Regions from separate parts of the Mus musculus genome. Here region 2 is linked to region 1. Evidence: chromatin contacts called from public Micro-C data. All regions are on one chromosome and are shown on one strand. Each heading gives the region's core, a stretch centred on a gene start, on an enhancer-like site or on the middle of the called end of the contact. The rest is flanking DNA. Distances are from core to core; before and after follow the strand shown.

The links. Hi-C and Micro-C count contacts between places; a contact is called where the count stands out from the background.
Region 2: a Micro-C map of embryonic stem cells shows a contact between it and region 1, with 11 times the contacts expected there. The contact joins the promoter of Uncx here to the promoter of Hrk in region 1. A contact is called at or near these places in 1 of 39 promoter capture datasets (embryonic stem cells) and 3 of 484 Hi-C or Micro-C datasets (all in embryonic stem cells).

Annotation. Positions count from the first base shown.
Region 1 is chr5:118,167,695-118,171,522 of GRCm38.p6, reverse strand. Hrk (harakiri, BCL2 interacting protein (contains only BH3 domain)) reads right to left here and starts at 1,759. Exons shown (of 2, transcript NM_007545.2): 1 at 1,395-1,759. The coding sequence starts at 1,740. The coding sequence ends at 1,462.
Region 2 is chr5:139,542,390-139,546,170 of GRCm38.p6, reverse strand. Uncx (UNC homeobox) reads right to left here and starts at 2,273. Exons shown (of 3, transcript NM_013702.3): 1 at 1,892-2,273; 2 at 1,541-1,716. The coding sequence starts at 2,177.

The sequences.
Region 1 (3,828 bases), core at 510-3,009:
CCCGGTACCTGGCACACAGCGGGTGCTCACAGGTCACCCTACCAAGGACCCACCTATAGCCTCCCGATATCAAACATTAGGCACCCAGCACCCAGGGACGGTCCGGAGCACACAGCAGGCGCCCACACCTCTCGCCGTCGCTGGGGAAGGTGATAGGAGGCCAAGCTGTAAACCGCGACACCTCGTGGTAAAAGGAGCAACAAAGTTACCCAGGAGATGGGACCTTGATGTGCGCCTGCCTTGGAGAGAGGACCACGACCTACCCCTGAGAAACTTCCACGGGAGCGGGGGTGGGAGGAGTTGGGGGGTCATAGAGAATGGGGATCACCACAAACTGCAGACCCTTGAGGAGACGGGAGTTGGCAGTGGAGATATGGAGACCTGGTCAAGTTGGAATACCAGGCGGTTTGAAAAGGGCCGGGGACTCGAGAACCTGTGGTGCATAATTAGGGGAGACTCTTAGCTCGGACTGGTGCAGTTCTACTGCGTGTGTTTACTGGGGCTGGCAGCGATTGTGGTGGCTTACGTCCTTCTAAAACCACTATGCTGCAGAGGAAGGAGGAGGAGAGAGAAGAGGGAGAAAGGAGAGAGGGGACAGTGAGGAGAGAGAGAAGGGGGGGAGAGAGAGAGAGGTGGAGAAGGAAGGGGGGACACGGGGTAGTGGGAGAGGAGAGAGAAAGCAGACTGGAGAAAGGGAAAACAGGAGAAAGTGGAAAGGCAGAGGAGAGCTACACAAGGGGAAGAATAACGTGAGCCAGGGGATTGGAGAAAGAAGAGAGTGAAAACACTGAAGAGAGATGAGAGTGAGGGAGAAGAGAGAGGAGTGGGGAGGGGGGGGAGAGTGAAGACAGAACAGAGACAGGGGAGCGGGAGGAGAGGGGGAGGAGGTAAGGAAAAAGAGGAGAGAGAGAGGGAAAGGAAAGGGAGAGGAAGGAGAAGGGGAGGAGGGAAGGAAAAAGAGGAGAGAGAGAGGGAAAGGAAAGGGAGAGGAAGGAGAGAGGGGGAGAGAGTGGAGATGGAGAGTGGAGGGAAAGAAGAGAGGAGAGAGATGAAGGAGGGAAGGAGAGAGGGAGAGAGAGGAAGGAGGGAGGAAGAGAGAGAGGGAGAGAAGAGAGAGGGGGAAGGAGAAGGGAGGAAGAGAAGAGAGAAAGGAGAGAGGAACAGAGGGAGGAGGAGAGAGAATGAGGGAAGAGAGGGAGGGAGAGGGAGAGAGAGAGAGAGAGAGAGAGAGAGAGAGAGAGAGAGTAGGGGGGATGAGGCGGAGCAGATACTCGGGGTCTGGATAAAGAGGGACAGAGGGCAAGCGAAGAGTAGGAGACCGGGTCCGCTGTTCCTCGCCGAGGAGCCCTGGCTCCCGCTGTCGCTGTCGCTCTCCCGCCCGCTTGCCCGCGTACCTGTTGCTCGGTCCGGGCTGGGTCTCGGCTCCGGTCCCCCCCACCAAGAAGGCCCCGCGCGCGCCGCCTACGCGCTCCGCCTGCCGAGCAGCCAGGCCGCCAGCGCCGCCACCTGCGCGGCCGCGCACAGCCAGGGCCAGCGGGCGCGGAGCGCGGGCAGCAGCGCGGGCAGCGGGTCCCGGGGCCGCGCGCGACGCCGCATGGCGCGTCGGTGCAGCTCGTCGCCCAGCGCCTGCAGCCGCAGCGCGGTCACCTGCGCCGCCGCCCAGCGCAGCCCGGGGCGAGCGTCGCCGCAACCGCACACGGCCGGGGGCCCGCGGCCGCGATGCCGGGGACACGGGCACATGGCGTGCGGAGGAGCCTCCCTGGACCCCAAGTTTCGCCCTTCACCGCGCGTTTGTTGTGCTGACGGCGCTATTATTAATTAAAGTGTCACATGGTGGAGGGGGCGGGGAGGGCGCGGGGAGGGGGTTACATCATCCGGCCCGGGGGGTGGGGAGTGTGTGCAGGAGAAAAAGCCGAGAGGTAACTTTTAACCCTCGAGACGCCGGCAGGGCGGGGACAGGCAGGGATGCGGGGCTTCGGGAATGCTGGCCCGGGGTCCGCTGTTTCGCTTCCCGGGCTGCGGGAGGCTCCAGCTCGGAGATAGCCTGGAAAGCCAGCTCGGTGCGCACTGTGAATTGAGCTCCGGGAGAATTCGGCCGTAATGCGAAAAGATCCCCGGGCTGTTGTGTGGCCTGGGTGGTGGGAGGCAGGGTTCAAGCCGACTTGCCCTGTTTCGGGACAGCCTCCGCACCTGTCAGCCTCCGGGTGGGTGCACACATTCCTGACACGCGTTCGCACCCCCTTCTGGTGACCTGACTTAAGCGCACCCCGGGGTGGGAGCCTGAACCCTGAAATGAAGGCGGGGGACCCGGGATGGGTTGGACTCCAACTTGGGCGAGTCGCCTTTGCACTCAAGACATCTCCCCACCCCCCACCCCCCACCCAAGAACGTGGTTCTAGAGAGAAGTTCTTGCAGCCTGCTTACTTTGTAGGCTTTATCTTTTCAAACGGGGTCAGAGTTTGCTGGCGACCCTGTAAGGCTTTGCCTTGGTGCCCAGTGAGGTTACCTAACCCAAAGGAAGACCAATCCAGTTTTGCTCCAGCTCCAGCCTGGGAAGTCCTCTGGGGAGGGTGCCGACCAGTGAGGAGGCTCCTGGGACTCCTTAGGGTGCTAGAGAGACCCGCCCACCATGTCCAAGCCACTGGATTTTGGACAGCTTTGGGATTGGGGCCTGAAGGAGCAGGGAAGTGGTCCATATACAACCTGGTCCATATAGTGGTTTCAGGCCAGCCACAGTTACAGAGAGAATCCTTTATTTAAAAACCCCAAAGAGTCAGGGATGCCTCTGTGGGTAAAGGTGCTTGCAACCGAACCTGATGACTTAATTTCAGTCCTGTGAATCCGTGTGTTCCAAAGACAGAAATCTGATACCCACAGATTGTCCTCTGACCTCCATATGTACTACCCTATGTGTATGCACATAAGATAGATAGATAGATAGATAGATAGATAGATAGATAGATAGATAGATAGATAGATAGATAGGAGATAGACAGACGTATTCAAACAGAAAACAAGTCGAGCAGTGGTTGTACACGCCTTTAATCCCAACACTTGGGAGGCAGAGGCAGGCAGATTTCTGAGTTCGAGGCCAGCCTGGTCTACAGAGTGAGTTCCAGGACAGCCAGGGCTACACAGAAAAACCCTGTCTCAAAAAACCAAAATAAATAACTAAAACCCAAAAGATAAGAAACTATGAACTCACCTTTTTGGAGTTCTGTGATGTTATTGTGACTTTCCTTTTGTTTCAAAAACTCTGCTACGGTGTAACCAGAAGCTCTCCTGCCTCATCCTCCTGACCACCAAATGACAGGAGGACTCTGCAGCTTGACTGACTTTCAGCCACATCAATGGGCTACGGGCTCCCTTGGAAGCTTGGTGAGGTGACTGTCAGAGCTCAGCATAGCCCAGCTGTGTGCTTTTGGTGACCCTCGCCCCCACCCAGTGGGCAGTCACTGTGCCCTTACTACCCACACTACAGAGTACCTTCCATGCCAGCTGCCTGCCAAGGTCCTGGCCTGTGCTCCTACAGAGACTCTTTCGGTGTCCTGTTTTTCAACATGAGGAAGCCAAGGCCCAAGTCCATGAGGCCTCTTGCCCAAGATAGGGGTTAGTACAAAGCAAAGGCTGGCTCTGAACCAGGGCACCCAGTAGCAGGCACAAAACTCTAGCTATGGCTTGACACTGGACTCTGTATTCTGAGACTGATAATACCTCCCTCCCAGGACCGGGGCCCAGATTAAATGAAAGAACCCTGTGCCAAGCGCCTGGCACGCATCGGGCTCAAATAAACCTCCGTCCCCTCTGATTCTGGCCAGAACTCCTTCC
Region 2 (3,781 bases), core at 1,024-3,523, about 21 Mb before region 1:
CTCAAGGCCCACATTGCAGGGTCTCCCTTGAAGGGAAATCTGGTTACTTCTTCCTCAAGAAGGGCCTGTGAAGCCGAACTTGGATGGACCTTCATTAGCCCAGCTCTCCCAGCACAGCTACGCACATCATTCGTTATGCAGGACCTAGGACCAGGGACCACAAAGCTTTTCCAAAGCAGTCCAGCCTAGCCTGACCTGGGGGGATGGGGGGTGCCACAAGGTGGGCAAGCAGGCCCAAAGCTGACCACCAGCCCCCCCCCCCCCCTTGAGAGCAGGGATGTTCTGTAGTCCTTCCTGCTCTCAGCAGGTCTTGTCTGGGACAGCCAAGAAGAATTTAAAGATCACAGCAGCTCCCAAGACCACCACCGCTCCCTGGGCCAAGGACCTGGGCAAGGCTACCATGCCTTGCAGAATGTAGCAATGTAAAGGCTTTGTTGTGGCCCGTATAAAGTTAGCAGGATTGCACAGCAGACCTGCTCCAAGGGAGCCTGGTTTGTGCAAAAGTCTCTGAGACTAAGCCAACACCCTGGGAAGCTTTCTCTTTTCTTTTTCAAAACTTTTTTTTTTTTTGGAGGGGTGCAATTTCCAGATTACTTCCTCATCAGAAATTTCTATCATATTAGAGGGGATATAAAAAAGATTCGGACTTCACTTAAGCCACAGAACAATTTGGAGAGAGGGATTTTTAAACAGATGAGAGCAGGCCAAAGCCCAGGACCCAAATATTTCAGGCAAAGCTATGGCGCTAAACTGGTATTTTGCCAGCGTCTGCCTCCACCCCAGGCACCCACTAATAACACAGACCCCAAGGTTTCTGTATTCTAGGAAAGCATCTATTATGCAGACATTAATTCTGGAATTTTATTACGCCAAATTAACGCTGCTTTTTTTTTTTTTTTAATGAATACTGCTTCCTGACTCCTCATGAAATCGAATAACGAAGAGGTTGGGGAGGGAGGAATTTAATGGAGAAGAATCTTAAATTCAGATGCCCTTTTTTTTAAGCCCCCTCTTTTCCAATGTGTTAACCGCGAAAGTTTCCACCTACTCTCCCACAAATGCACCCCCCCAGCGGCTGTTTGTAAGACGATGGATAAATGCATGTTTCTATCTTAATATTTCACAAGCCAGAAATAAAGCAACAGATCTGTCAGCTTCGAGGATGGGAGAAAGCCTCTGTCAAGAGCGCCCAGGCCAGGGCCCACTTTGTCCCCTCCTGGAGGGCTTTTCGAGCCTCGGCAGCCTTTCCAGACTGTGCGCCGCGGCCGCAGCCAACCTACACCCGGCTTCCCCGAATCGAACGCAGTCACTGCAGTGGCTACTGGGGCGCCACCAGGATCTCTCCCCAATCACCTCGGCACTCTCAAGTTACTCACCTCCAGATGGGAGAAGGGGTTCAACCCTCATAATCCCCACCATGGCCAGCAGCGCGGAGCCTGAAACCACCTCCCCGCCACTTAGAACAAAGGTGGCCCTGCCTCACCGCGCTCTGCACGCCTAGTGCGGGATCTCGGACTCCTTGGGCGACACCAATCTTTACCTGAACTCGGGACTCGACCAGGTCCAGGCGCAGCGCCAGCGCCTCGCGCATAAACACGTCCGGGTAGTGGCTCTCATTGAACGCCTTCTCCAGCTCCTCCAGCTGCCAGCCGGTAAAGTTGGTGCGGGTGCGTCTCCGTTTGCAGCCGGGGCTCTCCTTGTCTGGATCCCCCGAGTCTGCGGGCATGCACAGGACGCTGCAAGGCTCAGCCACCTGGCAGATGCTTGTCCCGCTTGCACCCACCTCGGGTGCGGGGTGCACGGAGGAGTGGGTCGCTATTCTCCGACGGCCTGGTGCACCCCACCCCGAGGCCCCCCGTTGTGTTTCCCCGTGTCCCCGCCTCCAGCCTACCTGCAAGCTTGAAGGGCTGGCTTTCGCCGGCCACCCCGCAGGCAGCCGGCAGCAGCGGCGTGGGGTTGACCACCGAGGCGGCGGCTGCAGCGCACGAGCCGCTGAGCAGGCCGTCGATGGAGAAGGGCACCGAGGCCGCGGCAGCGGCGGCGGCGGCCGACTGCAGCTGGTGACCGGCCAGCTCGTACACGTGGTGGTGGCCCAGCGGGTAGGGGAAGCCCACCACGCCGCCCAGCGAGCCCCCGAACTGGGCATGCGGGTGCTCCAGGAGGCGACCGTCCATCATCTCGCGCGCGGGGCTGGCGGGGCGCGGGGGCGCGGACGGCGGCGGGGACAGGGGCCCGGAGCCCTACACATGCTTCGGCCCGCGCTCCGCCGCTTTACTTTATCAACATCAAGCTCTCGATAATTAGCCGCGGCCCGGGGAATTTGGGACCAATAAGAAGCGCTAATCGGCTCTGACGTCAGAGGCGTGCTGGGTGCAAGGAAACGTTTTCCATATCGATTGCTAATTATACCTGACACGCACCTCCATAAACAGTATCAGGAGCTGTCACAACAAGACGGGGTGGGGAGGGAGGGGCACCGCCGCGCTCGGCCGGCCGGGGGCCCCCGGCGAGCCCCCCACTCCTGCTCCCCGCCGCTCCCGCCCCTCGCCTCCTTCTAATAGATTTCCCTTTAAAACATTCGCCGGCGTGTTGTGGGGATTTTTCACCAGAAATGCTGTACTCTCTGAACCTTTAAAGTGATGTTGCTCCAATTACAGAGAGACATTGAGCGGCAAATAGACTGATCCAATAATGGGAGATTCATCATCCGCTCTTTCCGAAACTGTCACATTGAATTTAAAACTACAAGGGCTTCTCTACCAGCGGCCTCTCCCGGGCTGCGGGCTGCCGCGAGCGGCGGAGGGAGGAGGAGGGGGAGGAAGAGAGGAGGAGAGGAAGGGGAGAGAAGTGTCCCGACGAACTGGAAGACCAAGGGGAAGAAAGAGGAGGAAGAACAAGCCCAGGAGGGAGGGGGAGAAAGGAAAGGTTTGGGGGAGGAGGAGTGCAGAAAGAGAAAGGGAGGAAGGAGAGGAAGTGGATGGAGAGGAGGAAAGGATGGAGGGGAGGGGAGAAGAAGAAAGGGAGGAGAATGGAGGAGGAAGGAGAAGAAGTAATGGGGGAGAAAGGAAGGAGAGAGGAGTGGAACCAGAAGCGATGGAAGGACAGAGAGAAGCGAGAAGAGGAGAAGAGAAAGCGGGGAGGATAAAGAGAAGGGAGAATGAAAACGGAGAGTGGAGAGAAGGGGAGGAAGGAGGGGAACAAGGCAGAAAAAGAGAAGAAAGGGAGGGAAGTGGGACTAGATGGACGGAGAGACCAGAATGAAAGGGGGAGGGGAGAAAGGGAGAGGAGAGGAGGGGAAGGGGGGGAGAGAAGAACCTCCAAACAGTGATCCAGCCAAATGCGGCCCCCACCTATAAGGAGTCTAACCCGACGCCCTCCTCCTTGATTGGCAGTTACCCCATCAATATAGACAGGGTGGTGGCAGCTGGGGCACCCTAACCCCACTTAACTCCCACACATATGGGTCCTGGATGCCAGCCCAGAGGAGGAGGGAGCATGGAAGGAGGAAGGACAATGGTAACTTCAGGATAGTGACCAATGGCCCACGCATCCCTTCAAATAAATAAATAAATAAATAAATAAATAAATAAATCTCCCTCTGAGTCAGCTCTGAAGAATGGGTTGGAGGCACTAACCCATCTATTATAATTAAATTATGTTCGCAGTGAGATGCCATTCCCTTCTCCACTGTAAAATATTGATAGTCTCAAAAACTAAATCATTAGGGGACATATCCTTAAATAAGCCGCAAGCACGGACTGTGAGCAGAGGTGGACGCAGC